2 separate regions of the Anser cygnoides genome follow, and region 2 is linked to region 1. The links are chromatin contacts, called in public Hi-C maps. All regions are on one chromosome and are shown on one strand. Each heading gives the region's core, a stretch centred on a gene start, on an enhancer-like site or on the middle of the called end of the contact. The rest is flanking DNA. Distances are from core to core; before and after follow the strand shown.

What was found. A called contact is a pair of places that touch in the nucleus more often than the background predicts.
Region 2: a contact with region 1 is called in a Hi-C map of liver, with 2.4 times the contacts expected there. The contact joins two enhancer-like sites. A contact is called at or near these places in 2 of 7 Hi-C or Micro-C datasets (both in liver).

The regions. Positions count from the first base shown.
Region 1 is chr17:12,715,085-12,719,950 of Taihu_goose_T2T_genome, reverse strand. All of the region lies in intron 14 of LOC106031380 (a long non-coding RNA gene), which reads left to right. Among named protein-coding and RNA genes, the nearest start is that of TBX3, 76 kb to the right of the region's middle. Within about 2 kb of position 2,675, at least 1 of the 3 cell types and tissues checked has open chromatin away from gene starts, as enhancers often do. A contact at or near this core is called in liver, where this site is marked.
Region 2 is chr17:12,787,551-12,792,416 of Taihu_goose_T2T_genome, reverse strand. All of the region lies in intron 12 of LOC106031380 (a long non-coding RNA gene), which reads left to right. Among named protein-coding and RNA genes, the nearest start is that of TBX3, 150 kb to the right of the region's middle. Within about 2 kb of position 2,761, at least 2 of the 3 cell types and tissues checked have open chromatin away from gene starts, as enhancers often do. A contact at or near this core is called in liver, where this site is marked.

The DNA of each region.
Region 1 (4,866 bases), core at 1,426-3,925:
AAACTGACCCGAGCTATGATGTAAGTAATAAACTTGGTGCAAGTAAAATTTAAACAGTGTAGTAAGTAAAGGTAAAGAAGAGCTTTTCAAGGAAGGGCATGAAAGCTGGATTGCTGACTTCCATTCTGTATGGAATTGAAAAAGAAAAGTAGAGGCAGTAGAATTGTAGTTGCTTAAATGGCCTGATCAGCAAAGGAAACCTTAGAAAATCATGTGAAAGACCTCCTTGTAACCGTACATAGTACAGAAGATACCGGAGAGGAGTTTCTACTCCCTCAGATTCTGTAGTTTGGGAGGGAGGAAGGGATTGTTCCTAGTTGGAACGAAATGCTAAACTTACTGTGTCCTGCAGACCAATTTTAAAAATGGATTTAACGTTACCAGAACACTTTTTCTGTGGGATTAGTTGCTTGAACTTCTTTATTGTGGTATATAATACGGAAATGTAACAAACATTCTGACATTTTCATGAAAAAAAGTCATCAAAATCGATACTCCTCTTTAGATCTTTGCTCTGTAAAGATAATTACTGTTTCAACCGTTTTAAAGCAGCCGTGTTCCCTGTCTGAGGTCTTGGTCTGTAGATATGTGACCAGTCTTTACTCATGGGAATAGGGTTAATGAATTTTGTGAAACTGGATATGTGAGTATGGGCTGTCTAAATCAGAAAAAGTCATAGATTCATGTTTTGTAGGTCTGGTTTAATTTTTCAGTTTTGTGTCACTTCATAGGCATTTCTCTTAATTCTCCCCAACGTAGACAGAATTGGAAACAGGACATCTAAGGCTGGGAATTTGTGGCCAGCTTCTTATCTCTCGTTGGTTTTCCACTACTATAACTTCAATGACGGAGCATCTTTTTTTGTTTAAATATTCTGGTGTGAGAGAAATGAAGACCAAAGGACTTTGGATAGTTTATGATGGGTTACTGGATGTAAGTGGAAAATTAGAAGTGATCCATATCCGGTTTATTCTACTCTGTTCTCCATTTAATCATTGCAGTTCCAGGCACTGTAAATTTCTAAATTTTACTTGAAAATGAAGTGGCTCGTTATAACTGATGGTGCTAATCCTTCTGCTGGCAGTAGCTATGTTGCTGAAATGACATAATTTGTGACTTGCAGTGATCAGTGGTGTATGTGGGTTAAATCTAAAACCCCGTTTTGAATGGTTTTGCTCATATCTTACAACACAGTTGTTAACTACTACACGTGGCAGTTATGTTTGACGTTAGATGGCCAAAAAGTGAAAATAAATATTTAAATCCCATGTATGTGTGGTCCTGCCAAACAGAATGAAGATAGCAGGCTGATGTCCAATACTCTTAACTGGAACTACACGGCTTTTGGTTCTCACTGAACTTGGAAATTCCTGGGTTCCACTGCGCACTGTGAAGGCTTGCCAACTTCTAAGAGGTGTTATAGAGAGCAGTCATTCATTTTCCAAGTCTGGCAATAGACAAGAACTAAAAGGCCTAATTTTCAAGGTATTAGGGAAAACTTTTATCTATAAGCACTGGAATGAGATTGGCTTCCCTGACAGTTCTCTAAGTCTGGTCTAAATTGTAATATACAGGATTCCTGTCCAGAAGCAATCTGTGAGTAAGCTTTAATCCAAAAATCTTTGAGATCCTAGCTTCATTGTTGACTGAATTTCTGCTACGCGTGCATTCGTTGCTGCACCATTTGAAGCTGTGAAGGTCATATGCAGTACCTGACGGGCTAAACTAGTAAATTAGTAAAATGGTTTCATGAGTAGGGAATATATTTATGCATATGAGATCATTTTCTAACTTTGTGTCTAAAATGCAGATTTACGTACTCGAAACATAAATTGGAATAGATTGAATTCAGTGTTTTGGTGGAATATGGCAGGGCTGAGCTCAAGGAGACACATACTTTGGATCCTGATCAAAACTTTAAAAGTGAAAAGATTAGATTTGTTCCAATCCTGCCGTAACTGGGTGTAGTATAGAACATGGAACATCATTCCTGATCTGTTGGTTGAGTTCAGTTCTTTGATTTCTCTGTGTTCGCACTTTTTTTTGAAAGTGGTGTTTAGTACAGCTCTCATCCCTCTAATCCACATTTTTTGTTCTGTTCTTCTGCATTTGTGAAAGTTTCTTATCAAAGGGAGGAATTTCAAGGACTGTGAGGGTTTGAAAAAGAAACTAAAAGCACTGGCAAGGCAAAAGATCTCTCAGTTCAGTTGCTCAGCTTTCTTAACAAATTGCTGAAGTTTAAACACGGCCTTGCTCCTTCAGCCCAGCTTCTCTTTCTTCCTGGCTTCAGTTGTGGAAAAAATAACAATAAAACTTCACATTGTAATGCAGATTATAATGTTCACAACATCAAGATTGATTGCATTCACCCGTCACAAGAAAAACATGACCGTGGTCTACATCTTGGATAGGCACCAGGGCTTGGGATATCATCAAACCCTATGGGTCTGGAGGGGTTGTTTGTTGGTTGGTTGGTTTGTTTGATGTTTTTTTATTGTTGGTGGTAGTGGTATCTCACACAAAGAACTCAAGTCTGCAGAAGGAAGCCTTCTCAGTGTCCCAATCTGCCTCCCACCCATCGTCCAGCTGTAAGCACTGTGATAAATGGGCAGAATGGACACAATAGTGCAAGACAGAACAGAAAACCACAAATGACCTGCAATAATTTCTCTGCTGGGCAGCAAAGCAGTTGATCAAGGCCCAGGGATACTCAGTATGTTACGCTGTGCCTCTTGGAACCCCTTCAAAACCTCCAGGGTTGGACACACCTCCAGATATTTGTGAAACTATCAGGAAGGGAGGGAGTGTGGAATTTGTATGTGCTGGAAGATGGAAGGCCTTTGGTTCCCCTCAGATCATTTCAGTGGTATTTTCTTGGTTTGTACTGAATATCTTGGGGATGAGTGGAAAAGAAGAAAATTTGCAAAATTTAACATTTCAAGAATATTTAACTTTTTGATGTTATATTGGTAGAAAATGAGAATATTCATAGAAAAGCAGCTTGTTCATTTTCCTACCCTTGAGCCATAGTAGTTACTTTCCCAACAGCAACAACAGATTCTTACACACTCCATGTTTTTCCCTGTAGCTCAGAGTAAAAGCTAACTTCTTTCTGAACGTGTTTGCATTTAGTGAGACATTGACCTCTGAAGAAGAGTAGAAATTTGACCTAAGTGGTTTCTATTTCCAAAACTTGGGAAGATCTCTGCTCTAACTGCGTGACCAGGGCAATGACAAAAATATTCTTTGAACCTCATTCTGAATAGCTGAAGTGGACAAAATAGCTTTTCTAGGAAAATCTTTTGCACCCTAGTTGGACACTAATAGATGGTATGTGCAAAGTGCAAATTCTGAACTCTGTGTAGCAGCTGCCAGGAAGTTTAGTGAGACAGCGGCCATGGTGCTGGGCAGTATTTACTCACCAGTGGAAAGGGCATGACAACATTATATCAAATATTTTACTTGAAATTTGGAATGATTACCAAACATCTGTATACACACAAACTGGATTCTTCCTTTTGATTTTTCTTTATTTTTTGTTGTTGTTGCTGAAATAAAGTAATATTTTGAACTTCTTCAGATGCTCCCCACAATTGTATATATATATCCCCCAAAGTTGTCTTGAGTCCAGACAGTTCATTGTGGAAGAAACTGGGCCATTGCAGAGCTCTAGGAATTAATTTAAACTTTGAAGTTCTCTGCAACTACTGCTCTGGACTTACCTTGGGGACCCAGGATGCTCTGGTGGAAGAGCAATCTACCTTTCTTACAGCCATAAAGCCTGCTAGGATCTGGGAACCTAAAAACCAGACTTGTCCAGCAGTGGACAGCTGAGAAGCTGGAAGAATGAGCTGACGGATAATGAGACAGATTTCTGTTGGAAACCCACATGATTTATGTCAGGATATTATTGAGACTAGCATGTCTCTAAGGACAATCTCTGTATTTGACATGTTTGGGTTGTGCAGATTTCCGATGCAATTTCTGGACCAGTTTGTACCATGGTTACATGCCTTTGGTGAAGCTGTAGCATTGAGGGAGTCACGAAAAGAAAGGCTCTTCTGTCCGCTCAGATCTGCCGCACTAAAGTATGTCCAGATGGACAGATGACCTCCAGAGGTCCCTTCCAGCCTAAATTATTCAGAGACTCTGTGTTCTAGCATTCCAGAGGGAGTGTTAGGTGAAACTGGGACCATCCCATATGGGGAGGAAGACAGTTATAGCTGCAAGTCCTGTGTCTTGACCCTGTCCTCCGCCCTGGCCATCCATCACTGGGCACTGGTATTTTATTCTACCAGGGCGTCAATCACCATTTCAATTAGTGTGTGGGAGAAGAGTGTGTGGATGATAGTACCCGATCTTCCATTTGATTTAGGATGAATCACACTTAAGAGGGCATCTGAGGTTAAAGAACACAGGGATTCGGGACACAAGTATAAATCAACAGGCTTGAGGTTTTCATTATTCACCTTCTCGTGTATGGAGTGATATGACTCATTGGATCATAAAAGAGATCAAATAGCTTTGTTGCTAATAATTCTTTCCTTGACCCATTCCCTGGCACATTAGGTTTGTAAACAGAATTTTAATGGCATCCCTTGGAAGTAATAACATCACGCCTTTATAGTACCTTGGCTGACTGTATGCTCCTGGCTATAACTGTGCTTGGGTTTAATCCTTAGCCGTTTGTGGGAACTAATGCGCTTTCATATCTTCTTGAGTTTTCAGTTATTGCCTTTTCGAGATTGATCATCTCCAGTTACTCTGCCTCTCGCCCTCCTCATCCACGGATGACATTTGAACCCTCCCGGGAGCCCACGGCTCAGCTTTCCCCAAATGATAAGCGCTCCCTGTAATATTCTGGTG
Region 2 (4,866 bases), core at 1,512-4,011, 72 kb before region 1:
AGGGAGAGAGGAATTTCCGCTTTGATTTCTTTGCAGAGCCGTGCAGACAGAAGCAGCTCAAGGGAATCCTGCACAGCAGAGGTTAATGTGACCCACATATAATTGTGTGAAAAGATGCCACTCTGCGCCTTTGTCAAAGAGGCTTCTTGTTACAGCCCAAGCTATCTAGTCCCTAGCCCCTTCAGCAAAGCGCAGTTTTCTTGCATTAAATCACCACTGCCCTCTTGCCAGCTGCTTAGAGTTTGCACATTATACAGAGGAGATGTATAATATATATTTATATATTTTTAAAATGTGACAGATTGTCTTGGAACATATGTGGTATTGCCTTGAAATGAACTACGTGCATGTGATGGCCAAGCCAGCAGACCTAGTGTATGTGTGTGTGCGCGTGCCTGTGTGCGTGTGGTTTGTATTTTTTTCCTTCTGTTGGAAATCTGAGAGGCTGGGACACTTGAGCTTTTCATGTTGCTTCTCTCTGAAATATTCATGATGAGTTGACGACCTTGATTCTTTGATACCTGCCATTTATTTATGTGCCACTGACGATAACTGCTGCTAAGTACATATGTCAGTGACATGGTTGAGTGAGTTGGATGATAAGGAGAAGGAGGGCATCCGAGGGATGTGTGTGCTGGAATAAGATTACTTTATAAGCTCTGAGGGCATTTTAGGAGGCTGCCATGCCATCTTATTCACCCCCTTTTGTTTTTCTGACTAAAAACCCATTTTCTTTGCTTCTTCTCCAGCTTTTTCCTCTAACTAGGAAGCCTGCTAGCTCATCGCTGCTTTTCTTATAGATGATCACTGGCTCAGTAATCAAGTGAACTGCTAATGAATTAGTCAATTACTCTTACATTTTAAAAAGAGAGAGAGAGAGATACAAGTCTGGGGAGACCCAAGGAATTCTTCTCAAGTGAGAAAAAGATTGAAATGGAGTCCAGGGAGTTGGTTAGCTGATCACAAGCATTTTGGTAGTTTGTAAAGGCAAGGAAGGATGAGGGAAGAGCAAAGGAAGGTAAAAAGAAGCAGGTGAGCAGGTAAGCACCAGTATCCCACAGATACTGATACAGATGTGAAATGTAAGCAGACAAATGTCATTGCTTTTGAGTCATTTCCATTTGGAAGGATTGTAACCTGAAGAGCATTAGGCATAAGGTTTTGGGGGTGGAGGGAAATATATTAACAAAAAGGGTTATGGAAGTGATGAAATAACGAAGAATATGGGGAAAAAGTTCCTGAGTGAAAATCAAATGCAGTCCAACATGAACCAGTCATCACTGTGGTTGGCAAAGCCTAGTTCAAGCCAGGCCTTGACTGGGAAGTGGACAGGTGATGGACACAGCTGGTCCCCTGCTTCTGGATGCTGAAGAAGGTACTCTGATAGCTAGATATATATTGACAAGAGTTTTCTTCCACCCAAGCCATGAAGTGAGGGAAGCCAGGGCAAGGGAGACGATGCAACAGAACCTCTCCTGCAGGGTCTCTTCTCACTGTATTTTGTATAAAAAAACTCCAGCTCAGTCTCTTTTTTGGGCTTTCGTTTTTTTCCCTTTCAGAAGTAAAAATAAGCACACACTTATATTGCAGTTTACATTCTCCTGAACATAACTTTCTTTTCTGTAAGAAAAAATGGGGAAAGGAAAGAAGACACTAGGGTAGAATTGAAATGCAAAAAGCACAAAAGGCTTCTGTGTATGCATCTTAAATCTGCAGCCATTCTAGAGAGGCAGGAGATAAGGTGGCTTAGGGAATGCAGCTGAGTCCGGAGAGGCATTTATTTAAGATTGATATCGAACCTTGGAATTGTGAGTGGGAGGGTATTTTTTTAGGAAGGAACAGGATGTTGCCAGGAGGGAGGGAGGCTGGCTAGGATGATTTATTATAAGAGGTCAGTAGCAGGAAGTCACTGGAGATACGCGATGGTCTAAAACGCAGGCCAAGGAACCCGGGTGAGGACACTGCTTTCTGCTCTGAGATCCTGGCTCCTCAAAATAGAGCCAACAAAGTGACTGGGTGGTCTAATTTAGGGTCATCTTTGGTGGTCCCGCATACTACATGTGTTTTGGTCAGCTCCCTTGTCTGCCTGTCTCCGTGCACAATGACCCGTCCTGCTCTTGGGTCTGTTGCACAGGCTTGTACCGTTAAAAAACAAAACAAAACAGAAACTGCATTTGTAAGAGAGATTTCAGGCCCATCTTAGGGCAAGAAGTCATTTGGTGCTTATACAGATAATTGTGCACATGGCAGCTACTGAGAGCATGAAGTAGTCATATTTATCATGGGGCTCCCTCCCCCGCGATAGGAAAATTCCCTGTGAAACAGAAATGGAAAGACTGGTGAGAGAAGAGGAGTCATGGCCGGGAGTGACCTTCCAGGCCATAAACAGAATTTGGAAGTTGAGCTGGATGTAAAGCTTTAACTAGTTGTCAGTCTGAAATCTGCAACTCCACATCAATGTAATGGCCCGCTGAGCTCAAGCAGAACCACTGCAGAAGTCTGTGCTTTTTGATACTCACGACACTAAATAAATTACTGAATATTAGGCACATTATCTGTCTAACATACCTCTGAGTGTCACTTATGTGTCTTTTGCTGTCCTCTCATCTGACCCAGTCAAACCTGGAGTCCTCTTGTGCTGGGAGCAGTTGTCCTTCCTGGGAAGAGAGACAACGTCCCAGAGAAACCTCAATTCAAATGGGCAGGAGTGTAGGGGAAAGGATTTTCCCTCCCCTGGGAATTGAAGCATGGCTTGGAAAGCAGCTGGTGAGCAGTGCTTTGGAGCGAATGGAAGGATGCCCTTTGAATTCAGAGGTCCTTAAATGACTTGCCAAAGGTCATACAGCGAAGTTGGTACAGGGCTAAGTTCACGTCCTCTTTATAGGGGTGAATATCAACCCAATTCTACAACATTCATGTTCAACTTCCAATTATTGCAAACCCAGCTGTGTTGTGGGTTTTTTAGTGCATTCAAAGCGTGCTGCTGTGCTTTTTCTTTCTACAGCTATTCTGGTTGTCCCTGCTGATAATAGCAGAGATTGGATCTACCCAAGGGGTAACATCTGAGCATTTAATGCTGTCCTTTTATCTAATGTCCTCTAGCCTGTGGTCCTGTTGTCCCCGCGCAGCTTGGTATGTGGTGATGTTCACTCTCCTGCTTACACTCAGTGAATGATTTATCATGTGTTATCAGTAGGACTCTGTACAGTGTCCAGGGACAATGTTTTCTTCCATCTGGTTCCAAGCTGGTGGAACACCCTTCCATATGGTTTTCACATGTGGTTCTCCTAGTACCTCCCTTCTATTTTTTCCCTGTGGATTCATCACTGCGCAGTTTGTATAACAACTACACTTTGTTTCACTTTATAAATTAATCACATACATGAATTAAAACTTCATCAACTGTGGATATTTTTTAAATGACAGAGGAAACCCTCCAGCTGGGTGAATCTATCTTCTAGAAGAAATATCCTGTCCCACATCATACTGGAAATGAACTGCTGCAGTGTTTCACAGCACTCTTCAGTCAGATGTTAGGCTACGGCTTGCTCTGGAGCAATCGTATCTAATAATATGTGTGAAAGTCTTTTATTTCAGCTCTGTTATTATGAAGGTGCTATTTGCAGGTTCATAGCATGAGCAGGACAGAGACCAAAAAAGATTTTTTTATGTAAATTGTCACAAGACACAGTGATTTACAAAGACCTGATACTGGGCACTCCAACAGACAAAGAGCTCTGTATCCCCAGCCTTTGAGTGATCCAACCTGTAAAGGGGCTCCTCTGTTAGAATCAGTTGCTGCTGGGTTTACTGGGCTTTGCAGATAACTTTTCTCTGTGGTCTTTGTTGATTTTATGTTAGACCTGGTAACACGCTTTTATCTTATCTGGCTTTTTCTCTTCTTTGCTCTCTGCGTTGTTTGCTATTCCAGAATAAATATGCAGACAGCCTGCCCCTGGAGGCCAGTGCACTGTGTTCCTCCCAGAGAGCATGCAAATATTTGCACCACACCAGGCTCTGAGCCACGAGACGTGAGCAGCCACACAAGTAGGTGCAGCAGAGGGCAGGGGTGGGAAGCCAGAGGGTGTGAAACCAGCAAACGGCAGCTGGGGCAGTTGGCGTGGAGCACTTAGCAAGGGACTGCCTGGTCTGCAGAGCAAAGATGGGGCACCAGGGAAAAGAGGATGTGTCTTTGGGGGTGTATGCGTAAATGTGCATGCCTGTGTGAGTTTGTGGTAAGGCCTCTGCATGTGCTGTGGTGGGTGTCATCTGGTGAATGTACGTGGGCAGCAGGTTCCCGTGAACAGCAGCAGGGATGGTACTCCAAGCCAAGTGCTGTTTTCTGGCGTTATCCATCCTGCTTCCAGACTCCTGTTTTTCAAAATAGCACATGGCATGTGTGTTTGCTTCTGTGTTTCTGTGGGTTTGAAATGGGCATGGTGGTGTACGGGGGTGTGTGTACTACCCATGTGATACGTATTGAGCTGAGGCACTTTGTCTTGAGCTTTTTGCCCTTACAGACATACCTTGGATCTGTTGAGGGTTCAGACCTTATCCCTTCACAGAAGGCCAAGCTGTGATGGAGCCAGAAAAAAGCTCAAAAAGTCTTTAGGCCTTACTGTGCCGTTTAGTTTCTCATTGGAAAGAACAAGTCTTTCCTCAGGTTTGCAAGAGGGAATCCCTTTCCCCAGTGCCCATGGTGTGGTCATGGCACCTGAAAATCCTGCTTCTGGAATGACTGGCATCTTAGAGATGCTTCTCCTTGCAAAGTTATTTGGAATATCACCCCTATTTTACATCCCATCCCTAAGCAGAAGATCTTAAGTAGATTGCAGTGATGATGACTGTCCAGAGAGAAATAAGCCA